Linked DNA regions of Sus scrofa: regions 1 and 2 are each linked to region 3. A link is a contact called in public HiChIP or PLAC-seq data. All regions are on one chromosome and are shown on one strand. The core of a region is the stretch at or near the end of the contact, and the rest is flanking DNA. Distances in the headings are between cores, read along the strand shown. Region 1 has its middle 47 kb from the start of SCGB1A1. Region 2 has its middle 25 kb from the start of SCGB1A1. Region 3 holds the start of AHNAK (neuroblast differentiation-associated protein AHNAK).

Evidence for each region. HiChIP or PLAC-seq counts read pairs in DNA pulled down with a chosen protein or histone mark.
Region 1: an H3K27ac HiChIP or PLAC-seq map of skeletal muscle shows a contact between it and region 3. The contact joins the enhancer-like site here to the promoter of AHNAK in region 3. A contact is called at or near these places in 1 of 5 promoter capture datasets (fetal liver), 3 of 47 Hi-C or Micro-C datasets (embryonic fibroblasts, heart right ventricle and liver) and 2 of 2 datasets of contacts at active chromatin or transcription factors (alveolar macrophages and skeletal muscle).
Region 2: an H3K27ac HiChIP or PLAC-seq map of skeletal muscle shows a contact between it and region 3. The contact joins the enhancer-like site here to the promoter of AHNAK in region 3. A contact is called at or near these places in 2 of 5 promoter capture datasets (fetal liver and skeletal muscle), 11 of 47 Hi-C or Micro-C datasets (adipose tissue, alveolar macrophages, embryonic fibroblasts and 7 more) and 2 of 2 datasets of contacts at active chromatin or transcription factors (alveolar macrophages and skeletal muscle).

What each region holds. Positions count from the first base shown.
Region 1 is chr2:9,253,973-9,257,171 of Sscrofa11.1, forward strand. No RefSeq gene overlaps it. Among named protein-coding and RNA genes, the nearest start is that of SCGB1A1, 47 kb to the right of the region's middle. Within about 2 kb of position 1,434, at least 21 of the 83 cell types and tissues checked have an H3K27ac peak or open chromatin away from gene starts, as enhancers often do. A contact at or near this core is called in skeletal muscle, where this site is marked.
Region 2 is chr2:9,275,761-9,278,903 of Sscrofa11.1, forward strand. No RefSeq gene overlaps it. Among named protein-coding and RNA genes, the nearest start is that of SCGB1A1, 25 kb to the right of the region's middle. Within about 2 kb of position 1,646, at least 36 of the 83 cell types and tissues checked have an H3K27ac peak or open chromatin away from gene starts, as enhancers often do. A contact at or near this core is called in adipose tissue, alveolar macrophages, fetal skeletal muscle and 4 more, where this site is marked.
Region 3 is chr2:9,185,521-9,188,458 of Sscrofa11.1, forward strand. AHNAK (neuroblast differentiation-associated protein AHNAK) reads left to right here and starts at 1,464. Exons shown (of 10, transcript XM_013994215.2): 1 at 1,464-1,592.

The sequences.
Region 1 (3,199 bases), core at 184-2,683, 68 kb after region 3:
CGTTCCTCTTCTCTGAACATGGCTGGGGGTGGTCAATTTGGGAGAAGTTCAAAGAGAAGGAAAAAAGAAAAGAAGAGGCACTTTTTTTGCTTTTTAGGGTTGCACCTGTGTCATATGGGGGTTCCCAGGCTAGGGTTGAATCGCAGCTTCAGCCACTGGTCTACACCACAGGCACTGCAACTTGGATCCAAGCCACGTCTGCGACCTACACCACACAGCTCGAGGCAATGCCTGGATCCTTAACCCATTAAGCGAGGCCAGGGATTGAACCTGAGTCCTTGTGAGACTAGTTGGGTTCGTTTCCATGGAGCCATGACAGGAACTCCAGAGAGTTTTCTATGAGGGTTCTCTTGAGGTCTAGAAAGTGGTTGAAATGGCCCGTGTGAGAGCTGCACCAAGTGTCCTGGGTCCATGGTGGGGGGCTGGGGAGAGAGCGTGGGCAGGGCCTGAGGGGTCCACTTTTGGCATGAGGAGGCCTGGTGGGGGCAGCCTCACCCCTCCCGGCCCCTGGGCTCTGGCTGAGAGGAAAGGAATGCGTGTGCTGACCAGACCTGCCTGGCCGAGTCTGTGGGAGGCACAGGCCGTCCCAAGAAACCACAGGGGATAGTGGGTGAAGAGATAAGGAGGCCAAAAGCTTTTAAGATAACACTGTCTCCTTAGGGAGTGGTTCCCCAGAGCTAAGGCAGCTGAAACGGATTCCAAGCTAGTTCCCACCGGGGCTGTTGATTCCTGAGGGCCGTTGGGATCCAGAAGCCTCTGAGTGTACCAGGATTCCCGTTGCCCTGGTCCGTATTTCCCAGCCTCACCACCTGGCCTCTGCTCCTTCTCAAACAGATCAGTGGCCCCTGGGCCTTTGCACATGTCAACTCCTTTGGCCAGGAACGCCCTGGCCACCCTCTAAGTCAATGAGCTCTCAGCATTTGGTCAGCCTTCACCCTCTCAGGAAAGCCTTGACCCTGGGCTGGGCTGAGATCCCTTTTGAAGTGCTCAGATGTTTCCCTGCCCCTCCCCGAGGCTGGGGGCAGCACTGGCTGGGCAGGCAGGCCAGTGTGACGTGGTCTGGGGCCAGCCCCACCGCTCCAGCCCCTGGGCTCTTGCCGAGAGGCATGGAATGTGTGTGCTGACCGGACCTGCCTGGCAGAGGGAAGTCAGGAACCTCCTTAGGAATTGCCAGGTGGTGCTTCTGGCAGGTAACTCTTTGGAGGCCTGGGGGTGGGTGGGGGTCTGTGTGCAAGAGCAAGGACAGCCACGGGACACTGTGGCCTTGGCTTGCCACCCAGCCTGCTCCATGACGTTTGTGAACCCACTGAATGTCAAACTCACTTTTGCTGAGCAGCTCCCACATGCCTGGCACTTTATATTCCTTATCTCATGTCACCCGCCCAAGAGCAGGCGAGGGAGGTCTCGTGTCCACTTCCAGCCAAGGGAATTTGGGCTCAGTATGTTCTGTGACTTGTCCGAGGTTACACAGCTAAGAGGCCATAGCTATTCCTGGCTCTCAGGCTGCGGGTGTGTCGAATCCCTGGGGAGCTGGTTAAAAAAACCTGGGTTTCCTTGCCCCACTCCTGAGATTCTGATTTTGTCATAGCCTTGTATTTTTCATTGTTCTAAAATATACGGAATTGAAAATGTACCATTTTAACCATGGACGTGCCCAGCTCGGTGGCATTAGTACCTCCGCATTGTTGGGCAGCCATCGCCGCCAACTCCAGAATATTTTTCTCATCTTTGCAAACTGAACTCTGTCCCATTAAACAACAGTGTCCCCTCCCCCCCCCAGCCCCTGGTGACCACCACCCTACTTCTGTCTCTGAATTTGACTACGCCCAGACCTCCGTAAGTGAAATCATGTAGTGTGCGTCCTTGAGGGTCTGGCTTGTGTCACTGTCACAGTATTTTAAACAAGGGCCCCTGGCAATCTTCACGTAGAGGTCTGGACCTCTCCGAGGAATTCTGGCAGAGGCTGGGGGGTGAGGGGAACCGCTGTCCTGGCACAGGCTTTGCTGGCTGATTTATATGGATGGAGGGCTGGGATGAGTCAGGGCGTGTGGGCTGAGAGGTAGGAAGGGGGTTGGTATGGCGACAGAGGGACACTGGGGCAGCACTGGCTGGTTTCTGGCAGGTGTTGACCAAGACCTAAGAACTCAGGGCAGGAAGATGGGAGGGACAATTGTGTGGACTGCTCAGTTCGGGAGGATCCATGAGCTGTGGGTCACAGGCCAGGGGGAGGAGGCGACCAGGGAAGACCGGAGTGGGGAAGGGGCTTGGGGTAGGGAAGGGTGTGTGGGACCCACAGGGGCTGGGCGAGTGCCTCATCGGGCAAGCCCAGGGGAGGCACCCACAGAAGAAGCAGGCACCAGATCCACTCCAGCTCTAGAGATGAGTGGTGTAGATGGCGTGGGAAGGCAGAGCAAGGCACAGGGTTGGAAGATGCGGGAGAGGGGCCCGTGGACGCTGGAGAAGTGGTTAACACGGAGCCAGCCCTGGGCCTCAACCAGGAGATTGTGCATCCTGACTCTTGAGCAGGCAGACGCCGGACCCCCGGGAGCTGTCCAGAGCCCTTGCGGGCGTGGGAGAGGCAAGGCGGCAAGGACGCCCCCTCCCCAAGGAACACGGCCACACGGGCCTCTCTCGACCTTTTCCTGACATCTCATCTCTCTTTATTCATGCGCTTCTTTCTTTTCTGGGCTCCTCTTGTCTTCCCAGATGCTCTTTCTCTGAACTGCCACGGAGGATGGAGCGAAGGCGCATGTTCTGCACCTGCGCAGGCATCTCGCTCTCCGGCCCCCACTCCTCCCGCTTCGCCCCCCTCTTCCCTGCCTCCTATTGGCTGCCTGGCCCCAGGCTCGGCTCCACCCATTTCTGTACCTCACTTTCCCCGTTTATAACGTTTAGAGTTGCAGGACCCACACTCTGGGTCTGTGGTAAGGATGAAGTGAGAGAATTCATGTAAAGGGTTTAGAACAGTGCTTGGCAAGAGTAAACGGCCAATAAACATCCATTATAACTCAGAAGTTTCTGGTGGGGGTTGATTTGCTCCTACTGTTTGTTTGATTTTCATAGTAACGCAGATACAGCCCGGGAAAGGGGGCGGAGGACTTGTCGCCTCGGGGTGTAGAGACTGGAGACAGCGTCAGTTGTGAGAGTGGGCGCTGGTACCCATGCCAGCTTGAGCCCACGCCGCATCCTCTGCTGGATT
Region 2 (3,143 bases), core at 396-2,895, 90 kb after region 3:
AGTTTTGACCCTTCTCAGTAGCCCCTGGAAGAGGATGGCATTTTTCTTCCCCATTTGCTCTGGTCCGTCACATCTGGCATCTTTCCCCTTTGTTTTGGGGAAGGATGGCACAACGCCCAGCCTAGAGGATTGGGAGCCAAATCTTTCTCCTCTATTTATTCAAATCGTAGCTATGGCTGCAGCAAAAAAGCAAACAGAAGTTTGACTAGATACATCAGCTCAATATTCCACAACACTGGAGGCTCATGTCTGCTTATGTAGGAGGCATAAAACACAACATTATGTTACAATGAATAATAGCCCCAACAGGAAAAAAAAAAAATGCATTTGTAAGGAAAAGTTCTTGGCAGGAATGTTGAGATGCTGAGTTGGTAAGACTGACACTAGCTCTGTGTGTCTCCTCTTCCAAGACTCCTTACCATCCAGCCACATCATGTGTTGCCTCTTGGGTTCTGAAGGGGACACGTCTGAGTCTACTCTGTGGTCACCCTCGGTATCTGGCATGTGGGGTAGGACTTTGAGCTCCACGCCCATCTCAGAATCACTGGGGTGGAGGATGTTGGTAAGAAGTGGGGATCATTTGCCCCAACTGGATGAGTTCCTGTTATGGCTCAGCGGGTTAAGAACTCAAATAGTATCCATGAGGACGTGGGTTCCATCTTTGGCCTTGTTCAGTGGGTTAAGGATCTAGGATGTTGCCACAAGCTTCAGTGTAAGTTGTAGAGATGGCTCAGATTCGGCGTTGCTCTGGCTGTGGTGCAGGCCAGTAGCTGCAGTCCCGATTCAACACCTAGCCTGAGAACTTCCATATGCCGCAGGTGCAGTCCTAAAAAGAAAAGAAAAAAAAAAATAATAATGGAGTTCCTGTCATGGCTCAGTGGTTAATGAATCTGACCAACATCCATGGGGATGAAAGTTCGATCCCTGGCCTTGCTCAGTGGGTTAAGGATCCGGCATTGCCGTGAGCTGTGGCATAGGTCACAGATGTGGCTTGGATCTGGCGTTGCTGTGGCTGTGACATAGGCCAGCAGCTGTAGCTCCGATTCGAGCCCTAGCCTGGGAACCTCCATATGCTGTGGGTGCAGCCCTAAAAAAAAGAAAAAAAGAAAAAGAAAAAAAATGATAAAGCTACCCCACCAACTGGCTGAGTCCTGCTCATCCAGCTGGGTCACCTGGACCCCACTTTATCCCTCATGGGATGCTGTGGAGAGTCTATGAGTTTAAACCTGTGACGTGTTTTAGGGGATTGCCCAGAGGGAATCGGTTACTCAATCAACAAACACAGAGTGCCTGTAACTCATCCCTGTTGTGCCTTGTGGGAAGGTAGCACCCAGCTAGAGAAGGAAAATAGAGACTGCAAACATCAACAGAGAATAGAGAGGCCTGGGGACCAGCCCTTCCCATGTGGCTGGAGAGCTGGTCCTGGAGGGTGAGCAGCTGCTGGGTGGGGCGTGCTGTCAGCCAGCCCTGCTTCATCTCCTGGCAGGCGGAGCAGGGAGAAAAGAGAATCTGGTATTCATTGTGTGGTTGTTTCTAATTTCCTTCTGCTTTCGAGATCCTCTTCTGAGGCAGAACAATGACCCGAGAGGCTTAGGCTTCCTTGGCCTGGCACCCGCCCAGCTCCGGGGAGGCAGCGCCCAGGAGGATGCAATGGCCCTCCCGCCTCTTGAAGGCAGATGGCATTTGAGTCCCGTCTTTCGAGAATCTCTGGGGACTGTGGGACGTGATGACTCGTGCAAATCCCAGCCTTTGGATTGTTCTTATATCCCTGGGGCTTTGAGTGGGTTCCCCCAGTCCTATTTATGAGTATTCTTTTAAAGCATTCCTGAGTTCCCATTGTGGCTCAGTGGAAACGAACTTGATTAGTACCCATGAGGATGCGAGGTTGATCCCTGGCCTCGATCAGTGGGTTAAGGATCGGGTGTTGCCATGAGCTGCCGTGTAGGTTGCAGAGGAGGCTTGGAGCCCTCGTGGCTGTGGCTCTGGGGTAGGCTGGCAGCTGTAGCTCCAATTGGATCCCTAGCCGAAATACATACATACATACATACATATAACTTTTCCTATTTGCCATTGAAGAACAGTGGTTCCTGTACCATCAGAGGCTGGGCGAGCAGAGGGGGCTGTAGGACCCACGGGACCCCCCTGTGAGCTCTCGATTCTGGAGTCACAAGGCTGCCCCATGCTGCTGTGACTCCAGCAGGACGGGGAGGGTGCGGGGTCCCTGAGCACATTGTCCAGCTCACAGACCAGCACCAGGGAGGGATCCTCGGCCCAGGACCCCGGGGCTGACATTTCCCGGGCTGGTGCCTCACGAGGCCAGCTGGGGGCAGACAGCCCAGGCTCATGTCCAGAGAATGGGTGCGGTTTCCTCATTCCTCCCTGCCGTCATACTTGGCCTCTTATTTGTGGATTTTCGTATTTATCACCCTTGCTGGATGTCTCTTTCATCACCAGAAAGCAGAGAGAATCTCAAAGGAGTGACCCACATGTGTAGAGGGGCAGAGTTGGCCAGAGGGCACTCTGACTACCATGGTCAAGTCTACTGAGAAAGAGGCTCTGAGAATGGCAGGTGGGAATAAGAGGAGCCAGGGGCCACACAGCCCTGAAAAGGTCTATGGCTGGTGTCAGCTGTCCTCAAGATGTGACGGGGCCAGAGCAGGGCCCCCTGCTTGAGCCATTCAAGGGCCACCATCCAACGAGTATCCATGAGAATGCCGGTTCGATCCCTGGTGTCGCCCAGTGGGTTAAGAATCTGGGGTTGCCCTGAGCTGTGGTGTAGGTGGCAGATCCCACGTTGTGACAGCTGTGGTGGAGGCCGGCAGTTGCAGCTCCGATTCAACCCCTAACCTAGGAACCTCCATATGTCATGGGTGTGGCCCTAAGGGACAAAATAAATAAATGAACAAAACAAAACCTTACATGTAATTAGAAAAAAAGTCTTTACGTCACTACCGTAAAGGAAACCCGTGTGTTTTCTAATAAGCACTGAGACAAATTCATAATTGTTTAAGTAAAAACATTCATCATGTACCACTAAAGTCTTGTCCACTACCTCAGGCTTTTCTTGGTGTAGGCTTTTTAAAAAAATTTAATTTTAATAGAAATTTAAAAAATTGAAGCATAATTGATTTAAAATATTTTGT
Region 3 (2,938 bases), core at 214-2,713:
GGGCGTGGCTGCCGGGGTGGAGGTGGCGAGGTCCCTCCAGGGAGCCTGCTGCTGAGTGCCCTGCTCCGTAGAGTGGGTTTGTGGAAAGGCAGGGTGGGATCCTCCCATGGCAATGTGCTCCTTCGAGAATGACTTGGACTTTCCAGAGAAAAAGGGATCCAGCTAGTTACCTCTGCGTCCCCAGCATAGCGCTGGGCTCCCAATAATCCACCCCCCACCCCACCCCAGCAATAACTGGTTTTGAAAGTTTTCTCTACTAGACTCCAGCCCCTGACTGTAGGATCCCGTGCTCTTCTGGGTGCAGCCTAACAAGTGATAGGAACTGGGTTGATTTTTGTGGGACACAGTGATGCCTGGGGTGCAGGGGCTGGGGGGTGGTGGCCTGTGGCTACAGGTGAAGTCAAGGGAGTGGGGAGGAGGGAAGGAGGGAGGCTGAAGATGCCTTGGAAGGCCTTTTAGGGCCTCCTTGCCTGTGCTGGGTCTAAATTAGGGGAGTAGCTTCTTTTTTGTTGGCTGTCCCTGCGGCATGGGCATGCGGAAGGTCCTGGGCCAGGGATCGAACCCAGGTCGCTGCAGTGACAAGGCCAGATCCTTAACCTGCTGCACTACAAGGGAACTCCTGGGGAGTCAATTCTGCTTTCATTCTCCTGCCCCCCATAAGGGTGATCCCAGGGGCAGGGTGTGGCACTCACTTCCTTTTCGAAGCTGAATGGGGAAGCTTCCTAGTCCCTGGCCCCCAGGGATGCTGGGCTGGGCCAGAACTTGGCTTGCGTGTGGAGTGGGAAGTAGAAGGGAGTCCCAGCCTTAGGGGTACTGCCTTGTTCCTAGCTGTGCGATGAGGGGGACTGGGGAGAGGACCTGGGACCGTGAGAGCTGGACTAGCAGAGGACGAGGGTTCTGGAATATCGCTAGCGAGGACTGGAGGGTGTCTGAGCCCCTCCCCAAAGCCCTGTCCTTAAAGGTTATCTGCTGGGACATTGTTCAGAGAACCGGGACACACGGGGAGCCACCAAAGTCCCGTGGGGCTTAGTGCTACTCTGGGGTCCTGGCCCGGGTTACCTTTTGAAGAGCTAACCCCGCAGAGCCGAGGGTTTGCTTCAGGAGGGCGAGGCTCCAGGTCCAGGGATCTAAGTGGGACACAAGAGAGCGATCTGTGGGAGACCTGTGGAGGGAGAAGGCCAGCATCGGTCAAAGGCAGGGAATAGGCTGGGGGTCCCTGGGGTCACCTTAGTCCCAGGGGGCCGTGGGTGGAGGTGCCCGGGCACTGCCGGGCTGGATTCCTTAGCTCATTTGCAATTGGCTGGCTGGCCCTGGCAGAGCACGCCACTCAGAGCCTGAGGAGCTGGTTTGAGGGGTTGGGGCAAAGCTGTGGGGGTGGTGGGGGTGGGTGGGGCTCTGGGGTGTGGTCACCACCTTCCTGGGAACTTGGGAACCGCCTGGGGACAGGCAGACAGACTGGGAGAGCTAGTCGGACTCCTGCCCTGCTGGGAACTCTCCCCTGCTGGCTCTGTGTCCCCCACCCCCCACTCCCAGAAGCCCCCAGCTTCTCTCCCTGGAGCAAGGCTGACCGTTTGCGCATGCCCTGGAGAGAGGTTAGAATGGGACCTTTTGGTGGGTGGGTATGTAGGGCCTTCTGCTCTTCCTTTGGTCCCCCATGGGCTTCATCCAGACGCCCAGGGAGGGCAGCTGGCATTTCCCTGAGCTGCAACCATCCCACTGGGTTCCCAGGCCTTCCTGAGCATGCGCAGTTTCCTCCAGCCCTGGGCAAGCCTGCGGAGGTGTGGGGGCCCCGTGGGTGGGCCACAGCGGGCTCAGCAGGAGTGTGTGTTTTGATGGAGCCCCTCTTCTTCATCAGGGGGACAGCTGGGCTGGGCTTGGGTCTGGGGTTGCTCTTTCACCGTGGTGTCAAGTCCCTGTAACCACTTGTGTCATAGCAGCGAGATACGTGTTATTACCTATGAGGGGGGTGTCTCCGGCTGTGCGTGGTGGTCCTGGATGTGTCACCTCTGCTTGCCTCTGGGGCTCACGGGGCAGAGGACAGCAATGGCACTCCGCCCTGGTGGTGGAGGTTTCTTGGGGCTGCAGGGGTTGTAGGTAAGGACTAAAGTAAGTTTCTCCGGCCCAGAGGGGTTCGGGGGTCCCGGGGTTTGTGTCCGGAAGCCCCAGAGAGAGGGTGAGCACAGCCCTGGGATGAGGCCCTGGCCGATGGAGTCCGAGCGAGGCGCTGCACACGGCCGGTCAGGGAGGGGCATCCTGCTCGGTCCCCGGGGGCCGGAGCGGAGGTTCTAGGGGAAGGGGAAGCGCCTGGCTTTGCGTCCTGGCCGGGCTGGGGGCGGCTCTTTGGCAGCTGGGCCGAGTGGCCGGGCCCCAGCCCCTGCACTAGCGAAGCCCCGCCACTGGGCGGAGAGCTTGGCCTCCGCCTGGGCGGAGGGCGGCTCCCAAACTGATCCACCCCCCAGGGTGAGACTTCGCCGCTCTCCTCGCCCCGGCTCCTCCCGCCCCCGCAGGAAGACAACCCCCTCCGAGCTGGGGTCTTAATCCCTGGTGTTGTGGGTCAAAGCCCATTCTTTTCTGGCGCGGTGATCAGGCGTGGAGACTTCCTGCTGGGGAATGTAAGCTGTCCCCAGTTCCTGCCACAAAGAGAGGGGAGTCCCTCTTAGGGAACGAAAAAGGGATTTCTCTCCCCGCAGGAAGCATGAACTTGGAGCTCTGGGACTAGGAGTGGGAGGGGCCAGGGGACAGAGGTGGGGACAGGCGGCAGGGCGGAGCCCAGAAATCCGCCGCCGGCTGGGGTGGGGGTAGGGAGCTGCCCTGGAGGTCGAGGTGCCAAAAAGTCCAGCGTGAGGGTGAGGGGCCGCGGGTGGATGAGGCTGGAAAAACTTCCTCCTGGTAGGAGGTGTGGTTTGGAGCAATGTCATTTGCCGAGAGCATGTAGCTG